Linked DNA regions of Mus musculus: all the other regions are linked to region 3. A link is a contact called in public HiChIP or PLAC-seq and capture Hi-C data. All regions are on one chromosome and are shown on one strand. The core of a region is the stretch at or near the end of the contact, and the rest is flanking DNA. Distances in the headings are between cores, read along the strand shown.

Region 1 (4,254 bases), core at 1,750-4,249, 360 kb after region 3:
AATTGAAGGAGGATAGATTACTGAGAGCAAAAGCATCAGCAGGCACAGTCCACAGTGGTGAGGAAGGGATGGCCTGAGACAGCATCATCCATAGAGCCAGATGCACGAGGCTGTGGTATCTCTCAGTTTCGCATTCCAGGAAACAGACCAAATAACAAAAGCAACAGGGGACAATGACCCTCCGAGGACTCTGCTCCAGTGACTAACTTCTTCCAGCTAGACCTGCCTCCCATAACAGTGCCACTGGCCAGGGACCAAATGTTCAAATACATGAAGCTAGTGGAGACATTTCAGACTCACATCCATAGCAATCTTTGCAATGAAACCAGTAGCTGTGAGAGAGTAGGATTTTTCCCATGTCACGACCTGACTGAGGCGTCTTAGGAGAAGGGAACTACTATAAGCCAACCAAGGCAGAGGCTGTCTGAGGGGCCGTGGACTGGGGTGGTGAACCCCGTGGAACTGATGTGGAAGCAGACATCGTGAACTACGGAGAAAGACATGCCAAGTCGTGGCGATCCAGAGACCCCTGAGATGCTCCAGGAGCCAGGAAGAAGGATCAGGAGAATAGCTGAGGCTGGGCCAGAGAAGGACGGCCTCCCCACCTCTCCTTCCTGCCCATCTGCTGCCTGCCTACTGATCTCTGTGGATCCAGAGAATACAGACAGCAGTGGTTATCAAAGAAATGAAGTGAGAGGGACCGTGGCTACCTGACTCCTGCAAAAGTGGAAGAGCTATTTAGCTGTAGTGGAACTAATATTCTCCTGGACTTTAGTGACATTATAAATCAATACAAGTGTTTCACAGCTCTCCATCATACCGTGATGAAGCATTGCAAATCAAACGTCACATCCTGTGACTCTGGACTCTCATTCCAAACTGTTCATCCTAAAGAAAGTTTATAAAAGGAAATTCCCAATACAGGCTATCGCAGGTTGTACGAGTTATTATAAATGATATAAGGGATAAACTGTAAACATTTATGTCAAAGGGCAGTGATATGAAAACTGACATGCATATGGGCAGAAGTGAGGTCATCATATTACTGAAAAGATACTGGGCAGAATGAAAATGTAAGTGATATTTTCTTAAATATCTTTCATGACACTGTAACAGGTTTGCAATCATAGATAGATAGATAGATAGATAGATAGATAGATAGATAGATAGACAGACAGATAGATATAAAATTTACAGTAACATGACAAGATAGACCCTATCCTTTTCCAGTTCATAGACTCCCAATCAGCCATGCAAATTCTTTCCCATTGACTTCGATGAGATCTGCTGCCCAAGGCTCTGATACAGTGCCTTCTTGGCTTAAAGAGAGGTGCTCTCATTGGAAAACTTCATTGAGAGGACCCAAATATTCAATGTATGTGTGTGTGTACAATAAACAGGTGCATAAATGATGTATATACCTGTATATATGTAATATGATGTATGATACATCATGTTACAGGTAAATGATGTCTTGCCTGTATGAAGTTCCATATGAAGAACTTCTCATGGAAACCTAAGCTAAGACAGGCGCTTCTTTATCTCAGATGTTCTCTGCTGTTATCACATTGTAGTCTGCTTTTTAGGATATATATATATACTCACACACATATATGTACATACATTTATGTATGTACAGGTAATACATCATTTACCTCTAACATGATGTAGTATACATCATATTACATATATACAAGTATATACATCATTTATGCACCTGTTTACTGTACACACACACACACACACACATTGAATATTTGGGTCCTCTCAAAGTCCATAGTTTGATGCCCCATGCAACATCATCAGGTAGTGAGGACTTTGAGTGGAACTTTATAATTAGAATTAGTGATTATCAAAGAGCCCACCCAACACTTCCATCCCTCCCAGTTACTCAAAGACACAGCAAGTGGAGAGCCATCTACAAACCACGAAGCAGGTTCTCACTAGACACCAAATCTTTTAGCCACCCCCATTTTGGATTTCCTAGCCTTCAGCCCTATGAGAACAAGTTCCTATTACCTACACACCACCCAGCCTGGACCAGTCTGTTTAAGCAGCTCACACTAAGGGAGATGGTTTGTCTGAAGCCATCATTGATACACCTGCTTGCTACCCTGAAATGTTTGCTTCATGAGAATAAGCAATATTTGGATATCACACTAGACTAGCACCGAGGATGTAACTGGTACTGATGAAAATTCATTTAATAAAGGAAATGACAACAGAATGGTCTGGTTGAGTGTGGTAACACACACATGTGACCACAGGACTTGAGAGGCAGAGAGAGGAGGATGAGAAGTGAGTTTGGGGGCAGCCTGGGCTATATGAGACCTTGTCTCAAAACAAAAAACAAATAAACAGAATTATTGGCAGGAGCAAAGTGCAAAAATACCTTGGGCTAAAATTAATATCCAGGAATTTAACTGAATAACCTAAGTGGTGAGTCGGTGTTGAGCATCAATCATACAAACGAAGACTGAAAAGAATTTACTTATAGGAGCTTTCTCTTAAAATGAAAAACTTGTAACTATGGTAGGCTGTAAACTGTAAAAATTAGACTATGGAAAGGGTCAAAGCAATCTTGCTAGTGGCATGAAAAAGACTAGATTTGGCCTCTAATCTTAAACAACTAAAATAAAATAAAAATAAAAATAAAAACACTATAAAAATGGAAAACTGTTTCTAGGCACTGAGCTGTCCACAGCATAGAGAAGCATTGTGGAGAGAGGAGAAACACACAATATGATCTCACAACCACCCTGAGTTTTAGGTCCCACAGGGAAGCTGGCCAAGACTAGCAATCTCCCCAAGTCACGGAAACGGACTTGGGCATTCAAGAAAGTCACAGTTGCAGCCAGCCCTCACTAGGAAGGACAGCATAGTGAAGAAAGTCACAGTTGCAGCCAGCTCTCACTAGGAAGGACAGCATAGTGAAGGAAGCCGTACAGACAAGAATTCCAGTGATCTTTCCAGCACACCTAGTGAGTGACTCATAGGCTCAATGCTGACTGGCTCATCTGTGTGAGGACATCGCCCAGATTAAGATAACAGCCACTCAGAGACAATACAGGCCACGATTTGTGTGGACCTATGAAGTCTGGGGACAGTTTCTGTTCTGAGCAGGCAAGAGTGGGAATTCCTTTCTAATACACTAAGCAGTGAGCAGACAGAGTGCAGCTTCCACAGGGGAGGGAACTAAGCCACAGAGACTCCACTGATGTTTTTAAGTGATCTGAAAATGCAAAAGTGTGAAACTAGCCAGGTGTGGAGGTGCACAACTTTAATCTCGGTAAGTAAGAGGCAGAGCCAGTAGATCTCTGTGAGTTCGAGGCCAGCTGGTCTACATAGTGAGTTCCAGGATAGCTCAGGTATATATAGAGACACTATTTAATTACCTATCTATCTATCTATCTATCTATCTATCTATCTATCTATCTATCTATCTAATTACAGATATATATATATGTCAAGACCATATATAATATATATTATATATTACATATAATATATATTACAGTGGTCTTGACAGACTCAGAGTCCAGTCTTCTGCAATGTCCAATTGTGTTTAACTCGATCATAAGAAATACAGGTACATATAATATATATGTGTGTGTTTGTATGTGAGTATGTATATGTATATATATATATACTAAATAAACAGAAAAAAAAAACAAAGAAAAACAGAGGAAACAAGGAAAAGAGCCAAACTATTTTCACATAATTTAACTATTTCCTAGAATAAAACTTAAGAATAATCACAGTATCTACCACCCAATCAAAACTTGGCAGACACACAAAGACGAGGAAATAATGATCTAACATGAGCAAAACTCCAGAAATGTCAAAGTCAGCCCAGAGAAGGAGGGCTGATAGAACCATCACCCACACACCAAAACTGCTCTTGTGCCTGTATTTCTAAGGATCAAATTAGACACCATCGGACATGGCAGAAGACTGGACTCTGAGTTTGCGAACCACTGTAAGGGAAACACTTTTTTTTTCTTTTTTTTTTTTTTTTTTTGGTTTTTGGTTTTTTTCGAGACAGGGTTTCTCTGTGTAGCCCTGGTGACTTGTTAAATAGTAAAAATTTGTTTCCCACTCTTCTAGATGCTGGGGAGTCTAGAGGGAGGAAGCAATAGACTTGGTGTCTGGGGAGAATTCTCCTCATCACAGGTGAGACCATTTCACCTTCAACATGGCAAAAGGGCTCTCTCTTGGGCTTCTTTTAAAGGGTAACAATCCTGGAATTCATGA
Region 2 (3,820 bases), core at 149-2,648, 410 kb after region 3:
ACGCCTTTAATCCCAGTACTCCGGAGGCAGAGGCAGGAGGATATCTGAGTTGGAGGCCAGCCTGGTCTACAAAGTGAGTTCCAGGACAGTCAGGGCTACACAGAAAAACCCCGTCTTGGAAAACAAAAAACAAAAAAACAAGAACAAACAAACAAACAAAAGTGTTTGGGGTGATAGCTGGGAATCCTGTGGGGGAAATGTGGCCTCGCAGGACTACTGTTCTCTTCCTGGAAGGGAAATGACCTTTCTGACTCAAATGAGAGAAGCTGCTGTCAGCAATTGCTCGATTCACCTCCGGTATGTCCGTGGATATCTCAGCGAACTTCCATTGTTGTCTGTAAGGTAGTCCAATTCTAACCATGAAGTTTAACCAGCTACTAAATGGGGGAGCCAGGACTTCAACTTGGCAAGCCTGACTCCAAAGCTAATGGTATACACTCCTGTCTCAGAGAGTCGCAACAGAGACTGGGTATAAATCACAAGAGGATAAATTCCAAATAGAGGAAGGAGGTCTCTCACAGCTTTGGCAAAGCCAAAGATGGGAGCTCAGACATCTTGATGGCCATTTACTTGCACATCCAGTTGTGCCCCTTTCCCTTCTAACTTGGTGCTAGCGATGCCAGGTCTGTCCTAAGGATTGTAGACAGTTGTTTGTGCTGTCTGCAACCCCCACGCCCCCAAGTGAAGCACTATCTTAAAATAAATAATCAAGACTCAGAAGGCTAAGTATCACAGCCTGTGACTGATAGGCTGGTGAGGTGAAGGGTTGGGGAGCAGGGTGGGGAGTCGGGGGACGGTATTAATAAATTCAAGGTCACAAAGCTCCCACCTGCCTATACACCTTCACACCAGGTTCTCCTGCAGAGGCTGGAGGCTAGGTAAGACATCTAGACTCCAGGTGCCAGCACAGGCCAGCGACGAAGAGGGGACAAGGTCCTCAGTGACTCCTCCTGGGGGTGGACACGCGTGGATGCCGGGGACAGATGTCTACTTGGGAGCCTCCTGCTGCTCAGAGGCAGGTCTCCAAGCCCCGTGGGAGGCTGGGGTCAGAGGTGTGTGGGACTCCCACACTAGGGTCGCGGTTCTCCTATGGCGGGAGCCAAGGATGCAGCAGCTCTTCCCGGGGACAGAGACCAGAGGGAGGGCGCCCTGCCCAGGGCCGCCGAGGCCCTAGAGGCTTTGTGTGTTTGGAGCCAGAGCCCCCACTTCCCTTCCCCGCCTCCTTCCCGCTCTCTTTCTCCGGGACCTAAGTCCCAGTGGAGGTTCCAGCAATTAGCACGCAAGGAGGGGGGCGGCCGGGGGCGGGGGGGGGGGCGGCGGCTGCGGGAGGCGACAACCCCGTCCTTGCCACCGGCCGCGCTTCCGCCAGCACTGCCTTCGTGCGCCACCTACCGGCCATCTAGGAACACTGCAGCGTCTGCCTGAACTGTTCCTAGGCAGATCTTGATCTCCGTGGACAATAGACAATGGGATTTTTTTTTTTTTCCTGAACAATGATTTATTTTAGGGGGTGGGGACAAGGAGAAAGGAGGGAGGAAAGGAGGGAGGGAGGAAGGAGCACTGTGTTTGTCATCGCTTTAGAAAAGAAAAAAAATCTCTGTTCTGTCATTGTTTCTGCATATCCATTATATGGAGGACAAAAGAATCCGGTCCTGGAACAACAAAGCCAAGGGAAATGTTTTCCGTGGCTGACATTTAATTGTGAGCACACGGTGCTGCATTATCATGGGGAGAGACTGGAGTAGGGGCATAGGCTGGCTTCAAAAGCCTGGGTTCTTTGCTTTAGCGTGTCCCATTTTGTATGGCCTCAGAGAGCCTCACTCAGATTGTGTGTTACACACAATTCCATAATTCTATAGTTTTTCAACCCACCGCAGGGATTCCTTGTGGATCATTTCATAGCTCCTCCAGAGTCTGCTCTTTTGCAGCTTGCAGAAACAGTCAGCTTTTCTTCACAGCCTTCATATGGATCCTTAATAAAATAATCTAATCCAACACACACACACACACACCGCTATCCTACCAGAGCTGTTGGAGACATTGGAGAACTTAGTCCCAGCCTGTCATTTGACAGATGAGAGAGGTGAAATGCTTATCCAAAGCCACACAACTAATTAGAGATAAAGGCAGGACAAGATCTGCTTTGCCCATCCTGGTCTTTGTGACCTGCCTCTTGCCGTTTTGATGCCCAGCAACCTCTGGCCTGACCAGTTCACAGCCATGGTCTCTTCCTTTCTGGCAGCCATTGAGCTTCCTTGCAGGAAGATGGGTGAAAACTGAGGGGGTGGGACGGACAGGCTTCCTAGCTCAGTGGCAATTCCTTCATTTATTTCTCCTTTATACAATGAAGGGGGCAGTATCTTTATTGGTTATTTTTTGTTATGATAATATGCAAAACTGACTGTAGCTCTCCATAACTCTCCAGAAACCATTTCTCTTGTGATACAGGGTTTGAACTCCTGTGATATAAGAACAAGGAATGTCTTCCATCTTTGGGACTATGTTTGGCAGTCTTCTGATAAAGGGGGCAAGTGGCTCCCCCCCAAAAAAACTTCAGTAATTCAAATTTCTTTGCAAGACCCTGTGATATTATTATTATTTTTATTATTAATTATAGGGGAGATGCAGACCACTGATCATGTGCTAAGAAATAGACACATTTTTTTCTTGTACCAACTTGCAAGAACATCCCACCACAGCTACAGTTGCCTTTAAAGTCCTCCAGTGTCACACTAAAACAGTTTCAAATAAGCCAGGCACAAAAGCAGCCGGCATGCCTTACACATCGTTCAGCCTGTTTAAAGCAAACAGACCCACCCCACGGTCCACAGACAACTAGTCAACAAGCAGGCGAAATTTCCAAACAAAAGACCAGAACATTCCGGAGCTCTCTTTAAACTGTCTTCTAAGAGCTGGAGAAGGAAACACTGGGTGGGCAGGCCGTGCCCGAACCTTTCGGCTGGGCTTCCGCACTTGTAGAACATTGGTTTATGCAGGGACCATGTGACACGGTAACAGAGAGCTCAGATCTCTAAATCTCGTTTTCCTTTGTGTCATCCTCCCTCCACCCCCTCCTGGATGGTGAGTCACCCGTCTCTGCAAAAAAGATCCACAGTTCAGTGATGTCCTAGGTGACAGCCGCATGCTCTGCCTTGGAGATTCCGCGCACATCGAGTGTGATCGACCGAGATAACAGAGGTTGGAAAAATCTGTGAAAGGGTTGAGCTGTTCCTCAGATGTGGGACATTATTTCCACAGGTTCGACAGTCTGAAGCATGAATATTACTCACTGAAACACTGCCATAAGAATTAGGAAAAGAAATCAGGACCGATTTTTTCAGGTAGGTGTATAAGGGTCCACATCGGGGATGAGGGGAAAGCCAATCACAGAGCTCATCCTAGGGAATGCGTTCCCCTCATGTTGCAGTCTGGTAAATGCTAGAATCTTGGTGACTCATTGCTTCCCCGATGTCCTTATTTGGTAGCATGCAAATAAGGAAAAAAAAAAAAAAAACACGATCGTTTCAGATTTAGATTTCCTCAAATCGTGGTGTGAGCAGCTATTTTTACTTTTGCTTCAATCACCATTCTCAGTAGTAGAAAGTTTATTTAGAGTTGTAAAAAGCTGCTTTTTTTTTTTCATTTGCAGGCTAAATTTAAATATGGAATTCAGCAACCGAAGAACTCTCTTGGTCAGATCCAGCAGTCATGACCAGGAAGTCCAGTTCTGCTGGTATCCGGCTGTCTTCCCTAGGCAGTTCTGATTCCTGGTACTTTACAAGTGCGAGCTTGGAGTCTGTCTCCATAGCGCCTCCACCTG
Region 3 (3,921 bases), core at 458-2,957:
AACGTGTAAGTACCCTTGGATACAGAACACAAAAACCAATTTTGATGAAATGAGAATAAAATTCTAGGAAAGGCAGACTGGGGAGTTAGAGGCTGCGCTTATGCTAGAAAGAAAAATAGGTCCGTTCTGTAACACAGGGTTCCCTTAGTTTCTGTAGAAGGATGGCTCATAAATTCTGGAATAGATAAGGCAACATCCCGAGGTGTTCTGTGCTTGTTAAAGGAGAGTGTGTGTGTGTGTGTGTGTGTGTGTGTGTGTGTGTGTGTGTGTGTAGGCCAGAAAGCAACCTTGGATGTTCTTCACACACTGCCTACCTGATTTCTTGAGACTGGGTCTCTCACTGGCCTGGAGCTCATAAAGTAGGCTAGGCTGGCTCATCATTGAGTCCCAGGATAGCTCCTCTTTCCCAGCACAGGTCACCCCGGCTGGCTTTTTATGTGAATAGTGAGGACCAAATAGGTCACCATGCCTGAGCACCTTACTGACTGAACTACCACCCTGGCCCATGAAAATTCTTTTAAAGATGAATTACTTTTCTTAAGTCGGGTAGATATGGCCTGAGGCACGAAAATAGCCAACTTTTTAATTTGTTTTTGGACAGATTGTTATGTGCTGGCCCTTGTTTTAAAGTCCTCACGAAATCTAGATTTTTAAAGCTTTTTCGTTAGATTTTTTTTTAATCCTCAGAACAATTCTATAAGATATATAACGTATGTTTGAGAGGTCAAACTCCATTTCACAAAACAGAAAAGTAAGACATGGAGAAATGACATGTTTGGACTGTAGAGATGGCTCAGCAGTTAGGAGTGTTTCTTTTGGAGAATTCCCAGTTTGGGTTCCCAGCACCCACACTGGGCGGCTCACAATCATTGTATATCTACTTCCAGGGGAATCTAGTGCCCTCTTCTGGTTTCTGTGGGCACCTGCACATATGTGATGCATATAAATACATTCAGGCAGACATAATCATAAAACCAAAAAAAATCTTAAAAATAGGAATTAAGTTGTCAGCTGAAGATTATAAATAGCAAGCAATATCAGGTTGGGACTCAAATCTAAGGCTTCAGAATTCCAAGCACTTAGCATATCTATGTCTATAGAATTAAAAATTTAAAAATACACATCAACATGCAGAAGTCTAGGCAGGAAAAAAAGATCCTTCATCGTTGGGGTGGTTTTTTTTTGGGGGGGGGGACCTACTACTATATTGTATTTAGTTTTTGCTTTCTGTAGATTCCAGGTCAGGCTTCCCGAATTAACTGGGAAAAGTTAAAAGTTTTAGTTCAGTGCTGAAGTTTTCTCTGAAGATTCATTTCAGAAATCAGACCCGGGTTCCTCCCTTGTCTGCAAAATTTATCTTAGACCTCAGGAGGGAAAGGCAGCTTGAGCTGTAACACAGCCACAAAGAAGATGGCAGTGAACGGCAATAAATAACACTACTGACGTGTGGGCCCAGTGCATCAGGAAAAAAAAAAAAAGAAAAAGAAAAACCACTCCTGGCTTTGAATGGCAGAAACACCACATCTGTGCGTATTCACCCTGGATCTAATGCAAGTCTTTTAAGATCCCGGGCTCTGAGACAGAGAACCGTGAGTCAGTGGGGAGGGGAGAGAGCAGAGATAAAAATAGAGATGTTGATTACATTGTTTCTAATTCAGCCCAGCCCAACCGCTCCAGCCTGTGAGTCAACAGCAGCGGTTCAAAGACACAAAAAGGAGCGGGATGCTCTGTGCCACTGAGCAGAAGGGACGCGGTCACATCAGCACCTCTCCGACTAAACAGACCCATGACACTCAGGCTGTGTGGTGTGAGTTCAAAAATGAACAAGTCGGAAGTAGCGAGGGACAAAGTGGACGCAGATCGATGGACAGCAGAGCTCTGACCCTCTAGCGGAAAAAGCTGCCTTTTGTAAGAATCCTGGGCTGTGGGGGATGGGCGACAGAGCTTGTGCTTAGAGGCCAACTTCCACTCTTCAAACACTGTATTGTTTTCTCTGGGGCATAAGGCTTACTGCCATTCCAGACTGGTCTCCATGGCAGCAGGAGAGGAGGGAGAGGAGAGGAGGAACAGATGGGGGTCACAGAGGTCTTAATTCTCATGCAGGGGTCCTCCCTGCCAGCCCCTTTCTCCTTGAGGACCTGTGACATGTTGCACCTTCTCGGGGCCCAGGAAGCGGATGGTTTTGGTTCAGTTCAACTGGCTAGATCTTGGGAGCCTACTTTGTGCTGGTCTTTTGCCTCTTCTAATTGGCAGTAGTGTCTGTTGAAAATGGCCCGCCTCTGCTTGGTTTGGAAAGCTGAAAATGAGGAAAAGGCCAAGTTTCTGTTCCCCTAAGCTTTACCTTTTCCCAGACCGGGGCTATAAGCAGCCACAATGACAGGGGGACGCTCAACTGCTTTGTCGCCCCAGACGCTAACGCTCTACCCTTGGAAGGGCTGAGGTGGTCCCTCTGTAGCCTTAGAGTTCCTGGGCGGGTCTCCCTCTTTCTAGTTCCTTGCAAGTGTATGATATTGCAGGATCCCTCTAGGGCAGACCCCAGCCATGACGTTCCTCTGACAGTCTATTCTCTCAGGGCCTATGGGCATCAATGTCACTCTGATTTTAAAAGTCAGGAACCTAGGCTCCAACCAATACATCCCTCTCCTTCAAGGTCCATTTTCCAATATCAGCAAGGCCCTTACTGTAGGCCTCCAGGGCGCGGTGTCTATTGTACTGAATTCCATTCACTTACTCCTGTCTTTCTTTCTTCTCACCCCGTTCTCTCAGCCTTCAAATTATAGGGCTAAAGTTCTTTCCAAATAATTCTCTCCGTGCCCACTCCCCTCCACCAGCTGTGTGGTCAGATGGAGGTTTCCAAAAATGCAACTACAACTGCACTAGAACAGCCTGCCTGTCAGTCTTCAGCGGCCTCTCTTCACTGTTAGCACAGCGGGTAGAATCCTGGAAATGACGTGACCCCAGACTATTTCCCAGCTTCACCCCACCTCACTTTTCCCTGCCCATGAGCTGTGTCCCTCTAAGCCCTAGGACGTCACGACACGCTTTTTCCTAGTCACCACGTTCTGTCTTAGCCCATCCCGACACCACTTTTGAGGCTTGAGTACTGGTCCCCAAACTTCAGAGTCCATCCCAATCTCCTAGCTGTCTCACTATCTTACTGCACAACATTGTGCAACACTATCTTATCGCATAATAGTGGAAGGTTGCTTTGTTGTATAATGTACACTTCTGCCACTCATGGCAACAAGGCTGGAATGGAGGAAATAAGTCCGGAATAGAACAGCATCGTGTTCACACATACCCGGAAGCTAAAGGGTTGCTCTCACAGAAACAGAGAGTAGGATAATGGTTACTTGAGCCCGGGATCAGGAGCAGGAGGGATGGGAGAGGATGCTCATGGCTCGAGGAGGGCCCTTCAGGAGGAAGTAACTTTAAACATTCTTTAGCACTGTGGTACAACAGCAACTGACAGCCGTTCCATAAAATTTCAAAATGGCTGACACAAAGGACTCTGGCTCTTCCCCAGAGAAGGAGGTGACCTTTGTCTGAAGTGACAAATATGACAGTCACCCTGAATGGATCATTATATATTATATGCATGTGTTGAAATGTCACACTGTATCCTGTATGTATGTGCAGCTACTATGTGTTAATAATAAAAAGTAAAAGCATTAAAAAGCAACATACACAAACAGAAATAGTGGCACATGCCTGTAATCACAGCATTTGGACGGCCAAAGCAGGGGGATTGCCCTGTGTTTAAGGCCAGCCCGGAATACAGAGTGAGGGTCCATCTTGAAACCCCAAGACGATAAAGTACAGAAAGAGGGACTGGAGACATGGCTTGATGGATAAAGCACTTTCCACACAAACCTGGGACCCCTAGCACCCACCAAAAAGCCATGGGGTGTGACAGCCTGT

The links. HiChIP or PLAC-seq counts read pairs in DNA pulled down with a chosen protein or histone mark. Capture Hi-C pulls out chosen DNA fragments and counts their contacts.
Region 1: a contact with region 3 is called in an H3K27ac HiChIP or PLAC-seq map of trophoblast stem cells, with 9 read pairs. The contact joins two enhancer-like sites. A contact is called at or near these places in 1 of 15 datasets of contacts at CTCF or cohesin (the NIH/3T3 cell line), 1 of 484 Hi-C or Micro-C datasets (bone marrow-derived macrophages), 5 of 115 datasets of contacts at active chromatin or transcription factors (astrocytes, bone marrow-derived macrophages, embryonic basal ganglia and 2 more) and 2 of 9 other capture datasets (embryonic stem cells and liver).
Region 2: a capture Hi-C map of embryonic tail shows a contact between it and region 3, with 10 times the contacts expected there. The contact joins two enhancer-like sites. A contact is called at or near these places in 4 of 15 datasets of contacts at CTCF or cohesin (CD8 T cells, the NIH/3T3 cell line, large pre-B cells and 1 more), 37 of 484 Hi-C or Micro-C datasets (the AtT-20 cell line, the G1E-ER4 cell line, the HL-1 cell line and 26 more), 37 of 115 datasets of contacts at active chromatin or transcription factors (the 230-238 cell line, CD8 T cells, the NIH/3T3 cell line and 30 more) and 4 of 9 other capture datasets (adipose tissue, embryonic tail, embryonic trunk and 1 more).

What each region holds. Positions count from the first base shown.
Region 1 is chr3:52,148,327-52,152,580 of GRCm38.p6, forward strand. No RefSeq gene overlaps it. Among named protein-coding and RNA genes, the nearest start is that of Gm30074, 30 kb to the right of the region's middle. Within about 2 kb of position 3,000, at least 29 of the 459 cell types and tissues checked have an H3K27ac peak or open chromatin away from gene starts, as enhancers often do. A contact at or near this core is called in trophoblast stem cells, where this site is marked.
Region 2 is chr3:52,195,138-52,198,957 of GRCm38.p6, forward strand. No RefSeq gene overlaps it. Among named protein-coding and RNA genes, the nearest start is that of Gm30074, 17 kb to the left of the region's middle. Within about 2 kb of position 1,399, at least 151 of the 459 cell types and tissues checked have an H3K27ac peak or open chromatin away from gene starts, as enhancers often do. A contact at or near this core is called in CD8 T cells, the HL-1 cell line, the N1E-115 cell line and 23 more, where this site is marked.
Region 3 is chr3:51,787,249-51,791,169 of GRCm38.p6, forward strand. The region is part of intron 2 of Maml3 (mastermind like transcriptional coactivator 3); the gene reads right to left. Among named protein-coding and RNA genes, the nearest start is that of Gm46803, 81 kb to the left of the region's middle. RefSeq lists an enhancer at 604-3,921. Within about 2 kb of position 1,708, at least 277 of the 459 cell types and tissues checked have an H3K27ac peak or open chromatin away from gene starts, as enhancers often do. A contact at or near this core is called in CD8 T cells, the HL-1 cell line, the N1E-115 cell line and 24 more, where this site is marked.